2 separate regions of the Hordeum vulgare genome follow, and region 1 is linked to region 2. The links are chromatin contacts, called in public Hi-C maps. All regions are on one chromosome and are shown on one strand. Each heading gives the region's core, a stretch centred on a gene start, on an enhancer-like site or on the middle of the called end of the contact. The rest is flanking DNA. Distances are from core to core; before and after follow the strand shown. Region 1 holds the start of LOC123411970 (ABC transporter G family member 14). Region 2 has its middle 44 kb from the start of LOC123410025.

What was found. Hi-C and Micro-C count contacts between places; a contact is called where the count stands out from the background.
Region 1: a Hi-C map of leaf shows a contact between it and region 2, with 3 times the contacts expected there. The contact joins the promoter of LOC123411970 here to the enhancer-like site in region 2. A contact is called at or near these places in 3 of 6 Hi-C or Micro-C datasets (leaf and seedling) and 1 of 1 datasets of contacts at active chromatin or transcription factors (embryo).

What each region holds. Positions count from the first base shown.
Region 1 is chr7H:21,330,055-21,336,652 of MorexV3_pseudomolecules_assembly, reverse strand. It overlaps LOC123411970 (ABC transporter G family member 14), which reads right to left and starts at 3,474. Exons shown (of 3, transcript XM_045104931.1): 1 at 3,213-3,474; 2 at 2,232-3,102; 3 at 1-915. The coding sequence starts at 3,371.
Region 2 is chr7H:21,089,892-21,096,566 of MorexV3_pseudomolecules_assembly, reverse strand. No RefSeq gene overlaps it. Among protein-coding and RNA genes, the nearest start is that of LOC123410025, 44 kb to the right of the region's middle. Within about 2 kb of position 4,731, at least 3 of the 3 cell types and tissues checked have open chromatin away from gene starts, as enhancers often do. A contact at or near this core is called in leaf and seedling, where this site is marked.

The DNA of each region.
Region 1 (6,598 bases), core at 2,225-4,724, 240 kb before region 2:
TGGCGGGGAAGTCGGCGACGGGGCAGAGCGCGCCGCCGCCGCAGTCGTAGACGGCGCTGCCGTCGCGGAACTGGATGCCGAGGAGGAGCCGGTAGCAGTAGAAGCTGTAGTTGAGCCACTTGAGCCACCCGATGAAGGGCGGGATGTGCTGCACGTAGTAGCCGCCGGCGATGAGGAAGACCATGGTGATGACGGATGCGAGCGTGGTGCCCTGCTTGACGTCCATGAGCACGGCGCCGACGGCGAGCCCGAGGCTCTGGGCGACGAGCACGCTGTAGAGCACGACGAGGAGGGAGAGCAGGAAGGAGGCCGGGCGCGGGTCGAGGCCGCCCATCCAGTAGAGGATGAGCACGAAGGCGGTGGGCAGGCCGAGCTCCATGGGCAGGTCGGCGGCGGTGCGCGCGGCGAAGTAGGAGGAGAGGCGGTACATCCCCGAGGACCGCTCCTTGAGCAGCATGGGGCGCTCCAGCGGGAAGACGAAGACGGCGTTGTAGAGCGGGAAGAAGCCCCAGAAGACGGAGAAGAAGAAGATGAGCGCCGTCCGGTCCTGCAGGTGCGCCGCCGGCGTGCGCCACCAGAGGAGCCCCGCGAGGAACGCCACGCTCAGCACCTGGAAGATGCGGAGCTTGTTGAAGGACTCGTGGCGGCGCTCCTTGAGCCCGCGCCGGAGGAGCACCGAGAACTGGGCGCACCACCCGGCCGTCCACTCCACGCCCGACCCCGACCCCGACGCGCCCCGGCGTTGCCCGATGATGCCGCCGGCGCCGGCCGCCTCGTTGGAGCATATGTCGAGCTTCACCGCCGGCGCAATGTGGCGCGCGTACGCGTCGGCCAGCTTCCCCCGCACCTCCTTCTGCTCGCCCTCGCTCCCGCCGCCGGGAAGAACGCCGTCGCCGTTCGTGTCCGGCAAGATACCTGCATGCACGGTGATGATCGATCAGTACCTGAGCAGGGCAGCGAGCGAGCGTACGTACGTACGTCTCCCCGGAGGTCGACAAGTGTCGGGCACTGTTGTCGTGACCGGAATGGAGATGGAGGAGGGAATGATGAGGAGGCGACCCGCCGGTGTGTCGGGCGGGGACGGAGTGGTGGTGGTGGTGGCCATGATTGGGGCTGGGAGTGGACGGAGCAGTGCGTCCCTGTCCGTGTCTCTCCCCCACCGATCGATCCGATCGTCGCCATTGCCGATTTGGCGTGCGCTTACGTACGCAGGTCTAGTTAATCACCGTGGGCTGGTGCAGGTGATCGTGATTGTGATCGTGATGCGATGGACGCTGATCGATGATGCAGATGCAGGAAAAGGGGAGAAATCGATTTGAAAAGCATGCGCGCACCGTATCCGCGACATAATCTTAGCACACCACATTCTATCTCCCTTTTAGTTGTTATTTATTTGTGAAAATCCCTTTAATCGAAAAAGCATTTTATTTTAGTTGTTATAGTGGGTGGCTGTGGCATCTTGTTGTGTCTAATTATTATTTTATATTTTCTGTGGAAGTGGTTATCCAAACAACTGTTGTCGCGGATCAAGTTCTTTTGCAACTGTATATATATTTGCATACTGAGTCTAACTTAGAGTCTGTGGTGGAACAAGCACATGGAGATTTTAGTTTTAAATTCGATTGTGGTGTTTGTATTTTTTCTGCATTTATTTCATATTTTTAAAAATGTTTGTTTTGTGAAAAAAGACGTTTTCGTGTACTACAGATGAGTCTGTGATGTCTTCATCAATTTTATGATAATTTATCGGCTTCGTGTTTTCAAGATGTTAATAAAAACTAGGTATTTTCCAGTTCGATCCATCCGTTAATTCTCTACCGGACGGTGGAAAAGAGCGGGCATGTCACCATATACTCTTAGTCAGTAACATGCCAATGGCATCTTGGTCCACACTACAAAACAAAATTGTTAACCAAGTGTTTTCCAAATCAGAAATTCAGAATTTTTTCGGTTATACTCCAGTTGATTGCCACCAGACCAGTTGTGATCCCCTACACTAACCATCTGGCTTCATAATGGATGGATGCACATAATCGAGGGATTTTTAGAGTGATGCGTGTTTGTGGTTGGATGAGATCAGCGTGATGGAATGCAATGGCACATGCATGCCAACATGCCATATGCATTTGGAAAGCATCATAAAAAAGGCTAAGTAAAGAATGTTAAAGCGAAAGAGAATATGAAGGTGGCGTGGTGATCAGTGGATGGAGTCGTGCGTTTGGGTGGCATACCGTTGGCGAGGTCGAGCATGAGGTCGGCCGGGTTGACGGACAGCGGCGACGCGAAGCCGACTGAGGCGAAGTAGGAGAGCGCGTCGGCGGCGAGGCCGTAGTAGATGGGCCGCCCCTCGGCGGACAGCAGCAGCACCTTGTCGAACATGTGGTAGAGGCGCGACGACGGCTGGTGGATGGTGACCACGACCGTGCGGCCGCCGCCGGCGGCCATGCGGCGGAGCGTGCCGACGATCCTGGCGGCCGTGGTGGAGTCGAGCCCTGAGGTGGGCTCGTCCAGGAGCAGCAGGCTGGGGTCGACGAGCATCTCCAGCCCGATGCTCACCCGCTTGCGCTCGCCGCCGGACAGCCCGCGCACGCCCCGCACGCCGCCGACCATGCTGTGGGCCACCTTGGCGAGGCCCAGCTCCGCGGCCACCGCCTCCGCCTGCGCGCGCTTCTCGCCGGCGCCCAGCGCGCGGGGCAGACGGAGCAGCGCCGTGTACCACAGCGTCTCCGACACGGTGAGGTGCGGGTACAGCACGTCGTGCTGCGTCACGAACCCCGTGCGCCGCTTCACGGCGCCGGAGAAGGGCTTCCCGTTGTAGGTGATCTTCCCGGACAGCAGCGCGTGCCGGTGCCGGCCTCCCAGCGCCGTCAGCAGCGTCGTCTTGCCGCTCCCGGACGGGCCCAGCATCGCCAGCATCTCCCCCGGCCGCACCACCCCGGACATCCCGCTGATGATCGTCTTCTCCCTCGGCGGCGACACCGCCACCGCCGCCTTGTTCTTCTTGCCCCCCGCCCCGCCGCCGCCGCGGCACGCCGCCGAGACCCTCGTGCACCAACCGTCCGTCGCCTGCCCGACCTTCACCTTGTACACCACTTCCTCAAACTGCACCCATGCATGCAGGCAGGAGCACGTCGTCTCATCACCAGTTAATCGTGACCGACTAAAACGAATAACTGAAGCACGCTCGTACGTGCATCTGCATGAAACATTACCTTGAGGACGAGAGGGAATGGGTTGGCGGCCGCGGGGCGGTGGCCGGACGGCGGGCTGGAGGTGGTGGGATGGACGGCGCCGGAAGGGTTGCCGTTGCTGCCGGCGGGAGGAGGCGCCTCCTTGTGCTTATCACCATCGTGCAATTCTTGAGGCGCCATGTCGATCTAATTAATTTGTATAGTATGTATACTAGCTTACGATGATGAGGAGATGGGATAGAGCAAGTAAGGAATGGCGCTTTGGTTTGCCACTGCTACTTGGTTAACTGGTGTGGGCGGGGTGGTGGTATTTATCGGGGATGGAGGGGGCAAAGGAGGGGAGAAGAGGGCCTACCAAATGGGCTCAGGCCTCAGGGGAGCAACACTTGTTGCTGTCACTTTTTCTTTGGTTAGTTAGTTAGTTCTCCATCGGTATATTTATTTATTTACCGATTAATCCTTGATCAACAACTGTGTGGTGTGTGCATGAAAGTAACATCACTAGCTATCATGCATCTGGTAGTTACAACTTACAACTGGTAGTTGTTATTGTTAAAACATGCATGAATGGAAGGGAGTTTACAGATGTCATGTATAGTGGATTCCTGTAGCTGATAGTGTGGAGCCATGGAGGGGCCGGGTGGCTCGGTGGACATACATTCGGTAGATGATTAACATATCTCCTTCTCCTTTCCTTCGGACATGATGCAGTGGACTTATTGATCAAACTAGGTAAGGCTTTTTTTTTTGGGTTTTGTTTTGTTGAAAAGGTGGATGACCCCGGGCCTATGTATCGATTGTCTGATGCAGACAATCATATATTGGTTATTTATTTGAGGACCTGAATGTCCAGTGAATGCCAGATTTTTAGCCATGCCAAATCAGACGTTGTTTATGGCAAATTAAATTCATCGAGGATGACAAATTTAACGAGCGAGCATGGTAATTCCGTCTCACCTTGTTTTTTCCCCCCGGAAAATTTGAGATCATCGCGCCAATAGAAGCTGCCATGAAAAACATCATATATATATATTCCATGGCTAGAAAATCGGACGTAAGTTTTATAGCGATTCCGTTATTTTAAACAATGCCAAGCATCGATGCCGAGCAAGGGCCCAGGATTCACAAAAGACTAGCAAGGGATCCTTTGGTTCGAAGGACAGATTTGTGTTCGTAACAAAGGAGAGCTCGGCTGATGATACATGCTAGACAACATGTTAGCTATGACTACTTTGTACTTTTTGCAGTACACCATATCTATACAAGCATTATGAGTGACACCCTTGTTCACCTACCTATGGTATATATGTGTGTGTGAAGAGAACCATAATCCAGGGTTGTGACAATGAATCACAAACAAATAAAACATGATGTGAATATGTATGAACTTGAATCGAGATGATTGCGATGTGGGTGCGCTCTGACCAAAAACTAATTCTGGAAAAGTGTATATACAAGTACATGTTCTCACACTCTGATGTCCATCTTCTTTCCTTTTTCAATTCTTTATTTATTCCATCAGAAGTTTTAAATATTATTTCATCTTTTTGACACACAATCTCCATTCTTGTGTGCAATCTAATCTAGCGCACCACCAGCCACTTTCCATTACTTTTCCCTTTGTTCCCTCGCTCAATTCTTTGTTTATTTCTTCAAATAATGTACTAGAAGATCACTATGTATTATATTTATATATACCACATAATAAAATGTAGTCACCTAACTACCTCCCAATTAGGTCATTAATTTGGAAAATAAACACTTGTGCTAATAATAATACTATATATGTAAGTCAATAGAAATTGGTTTATGCTGGAAGGGAAAAGCATATCTCACTGTTGAGAATCAGTTGTGAAAAAGATATATCTTGGAACAAGATCTTCCTTTGGCCAGTGATGTCACATTAACATTAAAGCCAATAACTTTGGCTACTTGCTTTCGCCAGTTGCCAGCGCCTTTACTTGCAGCACAAAGCTAGCTACCATGCAAAGCAGACCAATTTACTGATCATGTGCAGGGAATGAATCAAAAGAGCCCCATGTTAGCTGCTTCTGCATGCATGCCTAATGGCAAACTGATTGAACATGCATCCATCAGCCATGTGTGGTTCCTTCGATCTTGCTCCAACTGTTTAGGTGCGTGTTCACACAAAATTCACAATAATCTATGTGAAAAAACAGACCTAGACATATGCACCTTTAGCTAGTAGTAACAGGTCACCAGTTTTGTCGTGGGGGACTGGGAGGTGAATCTGTGCCACTCATGCCAATTGGCCATTTATATTTATCTGGCTTCCTTTCTTTCTTTCTTTCTTTCTTTCTTTCTTTCTTTCAGTCTTCTCCCTCCCCCTCTCTCTCTCCCCCCCCCCCCCTCTATCTCTCTCCATCTCTCTTTTTTCTTGATTGCTTGCCTACATTAGTCATATTGCCTGAGTGATAGCCCCTACAGATTTGTAAAGGCTGCCAAATTGTGATCTCTGATAGATCAGCTCTTTCATTTGGGCTTTTTGCATTAGCATGTGCATGTGCAAGCAATGATGCATCTGAGGACTAGAGCCAGCCACCTCACGAACTATAGTACAACCAAACCAGCAGCTACTAGTGTTTGTTACCTTTGTATGACATGGAAATCGTATAGTGGTACTTGTTAGGTTTTTCCCCAACAGCTAGCTAGCTGCCATCCATTGCACACGATCATGATGTGAAGCCCTCAAAAGTTTAGTAACTAGTGACACTGCAAATAAAGAGAGATCTATAGCTAGCGTTAGTTTTTATGGCTTAGGCCGGACAAGTGCTTGCTTTTCTAATAAAACTTAAATACACGGACCGGTCATATATAAAGCAATCGAACAGGTAGCATATGAACTGTAGTTATTTATGGATCTGTAATGTATTATTTTCTCAGTGGAGTACAAATAAAGCTTGAGATATTGTAGACTATTGGCTCAACTAAATTAACATTAATTGGCATTGCATGATTCGTAATGTAGCAGCTGGAATCTAGCCTTAAATGGAGCGGATTCTTTGCAGCAGATGATGCACTTTGGGCTAATTTATTGGTTGCTATTGACGATCATGGCTAGCTAGGGGTGTGCGAGACCCCATCCAACTGCTATCTTAAGAATTTAGTGAGAGGCACTGGGCTAGCTAGGGTACTTGTTTTTTGTTAGTGCAGCGATCCATATGTGCAAACTGCCCTGTCAGTTCCCAAACGAGATCATGTGATGTTATTCCAGCATCAACTAACATTTGTTGGCTTCAGATATATGCCCAAGAATTCTCTTAGCTCAGCTAGTGTTTCTCCAGTTGTCCAGTGGGTATTTGCTCATGGGTCCTTTTCACATATCAAGCTTGCAAAATTGGGGACCGTTTCTGCGCATTTTGCAATCGAATAAGAGTGCGCAATGA
Region 2 (6,675 bases), core at 3,482-5,981:
TAGACATGGTACTACATTTTCTACGAGTATTCGACGTGGTACATTTTTTTAAATGAATGTGTATTTTGAAGGTCAATTTTAAATGAATGTTGGACACGGTACACGATCCATGAACTGAGTGAGGCACATTGCCACAATTCAATTTAAGAATTAGCATAGACATGGCAGGGAAGAGATCAATTGACCCGCTTGTCTTAGAAAACAGTAATAGCCGAACCCCTCATATGGGCCCCAAACATATGGGCGGACAACATGGCAAGTGATCGGTCACAAAACCTCGATCCAACCGCACCCATGAAACTAACTTTATACGTCCAGATTGTCCAGCACCCCTTAGATCTAACTCGTATTTGGAGCAGATATGAGATGGACCGGATATATTTGCCATATCGGACTGGACCATGCTGGCTTCCCTCCCCATCTTCTCCCCTCTTTCCCCATGTCAAGCTCCGACAGCGAAGCAGCCGGGCCCCATAAACTGGGACGTCGTGCTGTGTGAGGACTCAGAGGAGAACGGTGAGGATCTCGCCTTCGTGTCGCACTGCATCGGTCGTGGGTGAACATGGGTGGGAGCTCGGGCTCTGCGCCATGCAATTCTGCTGACGGCATCAGCCCATCGCGGTCCATATTGTTCCAGATCATCATCCCCCGCACCCCTCCGCACCGTGGTCCCGTTGATCGGTCACAAAACCTCGACCCAACCGCACCCATGAAACTGACTCCATTCGTCCGGATTGTCCGGCACCCCTTAGATCTAACTCGTGTTTGGAGCAGATATCAGATGGACCGGACGCATTCGCCATATCGGACTGGACCATGCTGACTTCCATCCTCGTCTTCTCCCCTCCTTCCCCATGTCGAGCTCCGACATCGAAGCAGCCGGGCCCCATAGACTGGGACGTCGTGCTGTGCGAGGACTCGGAGAGAATGGTGAGGATCTCGCCTTCGTGTCGCACTGCATCGGTCGTGGGTGGACATGGGTGGGAGCTCGGGCTCTGCGCCATGCAATTCCTCCGACGGCATCAGACCATCGCGGTCCATATTGTTCCAGACCATCATCCCCCGCACCCCCTCCGCCTCATGGTCCCGTTGATCGGCGTTGGTCCTCTTCCCTATACCGCTGAACCAGCAGAGGAGGACGCCCGAATCGGAGGCGCGGGCGACATTTCGCGAGAGGCAGCGGTCCGGATATAGGGTGGCTGTGGCTGGTTCTTTTCGCAGCTAATGTGGCTCGTGCGTGACCGCACCGCTTGACCCGGAGGGGTTTGGGCGCGTTCCCCTTAAAAACACGCCAACTATTGTAAATACTTTGTGTTCTCTCTCTCTTAATGAAATCACAGGCCTACTGTTCATTGATGGAAAAAAAATACAATATAATTGGTGAATACAAAAGTCGGCCAGATCTTAATAGGAAGGTTTGACGCTTGAGCACTCAAGCTACATCAACTGTGTAAATATATATCCTGCATCATGCATCATGTACATGAACTCAGCAAAGCAAAGCAGGAAGCAAAAGAACCAAGGAGAGCCGGAGAAGCGAAAGGCAGGCATGCCCCATTGGTGACCAATGGCTGGTCTGCCTAGTGCTCTACTGCTCTATCCGGTCCGGCCACAAGCCCCATGCAGCGACAACACACATTACACATTACACACATCCTATCGCACCACCCTTGCGCGCCGCGACGAGGATGCCGGTAGATACCGTGGGGCGGTGCGGCGCAAAGGGGGATCCGCGCCGGCCGGTGGGCATGAACAGCCCAGATAGGGACAGCGTGCATGTACAAGGAAGAATCAACCACCCCACTGTTGGGACACGTCCCCCCCGGCCCTTGGAACCGCCAGCGGCTGTAAAGATCAGGGAGCTCCCATAACCCATTCAGATCCTGACAGATTGCCAGCAAACTATGCAACCTGCAACTGGAAAATCGCACCATCGGAGCTCGCTTTTGATCGTCTCCTCCACTTCCGCACGCATGCATCAGACCATGATCTTGCGAGAGCCTGATGATGCACATGCCGCACTGCTTTGTTTCTCCTTGCAGCTTCTGTTTGGTCACCATGATCTTGAGAGACATCGAGGTGTGCGGCCGTCGCGCCGCGATGCCGACAACTCGGGCGGGACGCTGCGCCTGGAGAGGCAGCTCCAGCTAACACCAGAGAGCCGTCTGTTCTCCACACACTGACGCTCCCGACTCTGCTGCTTCTTCGGCAGCTACGCTAAAGAGGCCAGGTGTTTTTTGCACATGCCGGGAGGCCAATATAAAATCTGAAAACATATTCTGAAGTCAGGAATATTTCTTAAATCGTGAAGGATTTTTCGATCCTGGAACATCTTCTAAAATCCAGGAGTTTTTTTGAAAAAAATTGATTGTTTTTAAAATTCTTGAACATTCCAAAATTTGTGAATACTTTATTCTTGCCCATGAACATTCTAACATTGTGAAAAAAGGTTTTTTTTCCTGAAGCGGACAAGAACGACCGGTTTTTCCGAAGGCACGATGGGCGTTTATTTTTTCAGCAGTGCATACTATTCCCTCCGTCCTACTCCCTCCGTTCCAAAACATAAGTCTTTTAAGAGATTTCACTAGAAGTCTATATACAAAACAAAATGAATAAATCAATACTTTAAAGTATGTCTATATACATCTGTATGTAGTCTACTAGTAAAACCTCTGGAAAGACTTATATTTAGGAAAGGAGGGAGTATAATATAAAACATTTTTAACTCTAATATACGTTATTATATTATGGGACGGAGGGAGTAGTTTTTTTTAGGCATCACAGTGCCTACTAGTTTCCTTGGGAAGCAACAAAATATTGAGAAATCTTGAGAAGCAAATACTAGGAACATTTTTCCTCCTCAAAGCAGAGCTAGTTGCCCGGCACAAGATGGAAGAGAGGTGTATGTGAAGAACGGAATAAAGGAGGGAAAACCCTATTCACAGTATTTTATAGCGAATAGTCATCGCTACGCCCCCCCCCCCCCCCTCCCCCGACTCGATTGCACCCTCCAGTTTCGGTCAGCCAACGGTTTTGGGAACTTCCTACGAGGTGTCCTCAGCCGGGTTTTTTGTTTTATTATCGGTTTTTTCTGTTTCTGTTTCTTTCTTTCCTTTTTATGTTTTCTGTTTTTCTTCTATCATTTTTTGCAAGGTTATTTTATCTTTTTTAAACTAAGTTCTTGTTTGATAATTGTACTTAAAATTAGTAAAATGACTTGCTTTTAGAAAATTCTTCTAAATTTTAAATAATTATTTTTAATAAACGTTTGTATTTTTCAAATTGATCGCAAATTTTCAAAAAATGTCTGTATTTTCCAGTTTTTCTTGGAAGTTCCAAAATAAATCCCATTTCAAAGTTTTTTCGCAAATTTGAAAAAAGTTTTATGTTTTCATGTCTTGTTTGGGAGTTTCTAAAAGTCTTCCGCTTCAAAATTTGTTTGCAAATTAAAAAATATTGTGTTTTCAAATTTTCTCCTGGAGTTTCAGAAAAATATTTTCTTTTGTTAAAATTGATCGCAAATTTACTAGTAAAACCATTTTTTTCAATTTTGTTTGGAAGTTTCAAAAAATGTTCCCGTTTCAAAATTTGTTTGCAAATTTTCAATAAGTTCATGTTTTCATATTTTGTTCCAGAGTTTTAAAAAAATGTTCCGTTTCAAAAATTGGTTGCAAATTTTAAAAAATAGTGTTTTCAAATTTCATTCTAGAGTTCCAGAAATGTTCACATGCAAAAGTTGCTCGTGTTTCCAAATTTTGTTTAGGAATTTGAAAAATGATCATGTTTTTGAAAAAGTGTTCCCGGTCTGTTTTTTGGGGTGGTTTATAAAATGTTTCCAATTCAAAATTTGTTTGCATATTTTCAAGAAAGTCCATGTTTCATGTTTTGTTCGGGAGTTTTCAGAAAATGTTCCGTTTCAAAATTTATTTGCAAATTTAAAGAAATGTTTTTTTTGTCAAATTTCGTTCTGGAGTCTAAAAAATGTTGGCATGCAAAAGTTGTTGGTGTTTCCAGAAAAAATTGGACTTTGAAAAATGTTCCTGTTTCTGAAAACTTGTTCCTGTTCAGTTTTTTGGCAATGTGAAAAATGTTCCCATTTCCAAATTTTCTCGCAAATTTTCAAAAAGGATCAAGTTTTCATGCTTTGTTCGGGAGTTCTGGAAAAATGTCCCGTTTCAAAAACTGTTTGCAAATTTAGAAAAATATTCATGTTTTCAAATTTCATTCTGAAGTTTCAAAAATGTTCTCTTGCAAAAGTCGTTCATTTTCCAAATTTTGTTTTGGAATTTGAAAAATTTTCCTGCTTTTGAAAATTTGTTCCTGTTCAGTTTTTTGGGTAGTTTAAAAATGTTCCCGTTTTGAAAAAATGTTCGCTTCTCGAAAATTATTTTGCATCTTTAAAAAATGTTACAGTTTTCCGTTTGATAAAAGATTCGCATTTTGTTTTCAAAAAAAAGTTTTGCGGTCGAATGTTTGGAAACATTCGGATCGGCGTTTGAGTTTCTTAAGGTTTCGCAATGCTCTGTGTAGATGAAATCTCGCTAGCTCAACTAGCTAGAATCATATGCTCTGAAGCAGACGGTCTTTGGGTTTGATACTTGGCAGCCCATCCTTTTTTATTCCAGCCGTATTTACTTGTGGCTAGCAAGATAGGCCGGCGTAGTCGAGAGAGCTGCCTGTGCGTGCGGTCAACAGTCTGACGCGCAGGGCGCCAGATAGGACGTCCCATAAAGGAGGGCCGCTAATATTTAGCGTGTAATTGGGGGTGGGGGTGTTGATATGCGCCGCTCGTTGCAACCACTACGGCTCCCTTCGCTACGTCCCTCAAACTAAGAGGGCCTGGTCCAGGGACCGCGGGGAGAGTTAGCGGTCTCTATATGGTCAGTTTCAAATTTAACAAATTGTTCTGAATTCAAGAAATATTTGTAACTTCAAAACGTATTCGTAAATGAAATATATATTGTATTAGACAAAGCAGTTGATGTATAGAATTTCGTTTAGAATTTAGAGATTGTTCAAGAAATCAAAAGAATGTTAATGAATTCACAAATTGTTCAAAACTTCAACAATATGACCACACGTTCGTAAAAGTGATTATAAATTTCCCAAAAAAAGTATTCATGAACTTGGAGAACTATTTAAGAATACAAAAAATGTTCACAAATTCGAAAAAATATAAATGAAATTGACAAACGAAAGTTTTCTAATAAAAATGCTCATGAATTGAAAACAAATTCCGAATTAAAAAGGAAGTTCAGGAAAAATCTAAATATAGTTTTTGCAAAAAAAAACATAAATTCATATTTTAAATCGAGAATATTTTAAAAGATGTGAACATTTCATGAAATTAGGAATCAAATTTAAAGTTTCTATCTTTTTTTGCAAATACAAACATTTTTTAGTTACAATATAATTTTTAAGGGGATTGCTACGCATCTATCGGTGGATATTTATTAAATATCCACCACCTCGACAGCCGTTCGATCTCGCGCGTATAGCCGTCCGATCCGCTGCGTCTGATCCGCTCTGGACGCAATTCCTGAAACGATGCTCGAGTTGTAGAAACTTTCGCTTTGTTGCAAAAAATAAACTTTGGATCCGTTAATTCCTGAAACAACGGTCGAGTTTCAGAAACAATTTGCTTGTTGCAGAAAAAAAAATCTTCGTCTTTCTGTAACATAGGTATTTTTACGGAAGAAATTTTTGCAACAAAATGTCGTGTTGCAGGAAACTTTTTGCAACAAAGGTCGAGTTGCAGAACGCGTGGCGTGGGGCAGCGGCGGAGGGCGGGCAGGGGCGGCGGAAGGCTGCATGCAGGCCGGCGACGGAGGGCCGCGGTGCAGGCCGACGGGGCGGGGCCGTGGCGCGGGGCGGAAGCGGAGGGCGACGGGCAGCCCGGCGACGGAGGGCCGCGGTGCAGGCCGACGGGGCGGGGCCGTGGCGCGGGGCGGAAGCGGAGGGCGACGAGCAGCCCGGCGATGGAGGGCCGCGCTGCAGGCCGACGGGGCGGGGCCGTGGCGCGGGGCAGCGGCGGAGGGCGGCAGGGGCGGCGACGGAGGGCGAGCAAGGGCGACGGAAGGCGGCGGGCAGGCCGGCGGCGGAGGGGCGGCGGGGCCGCAGCAGGCCGACGGCGGAGGGGCGGCGAGATGCAGCAGGCCGGCGGCGGCGAGGTCGTCGGGGCCGAGGCGGAGGCGGAGACACGGATGGGCAGTTTTGTGAAACAACTGTCCAGTTTCTGAAACAACGATCCAGTTTCACGAACGGTTCGCGATCAGATCGACGCCAGATCCAACGGACAAGCGAACGGCGGATGGATCACACGGATCAGTCTGTGGAATGTAAGACTTTCCCAAATTTTAAACCTTGAACTTTTTTAAATATGTGAACATTGCATGAAATTGTAAATAAAATTTGAGTTTTGGATCATATTTTGAAAATACAAAAAAAAAATCAAAGAGACACACAATTTTTTAAGCTTTTAAAATTTGGAATAAGAAAGAAATAAAAAAATGATCACGAAAATAGAGGAAAAACAAATAATAAAATAGGAAAGGATAAAACCATACAGAAACCGTTAAAAACTAGCTGGGAATCTTCTAGATGGTTCCCAAAACTTGCTAAGAAAACGTCCACGTACCTGTCCCGCAACCACTTTGTGCTCTATTTGGTCCGCCC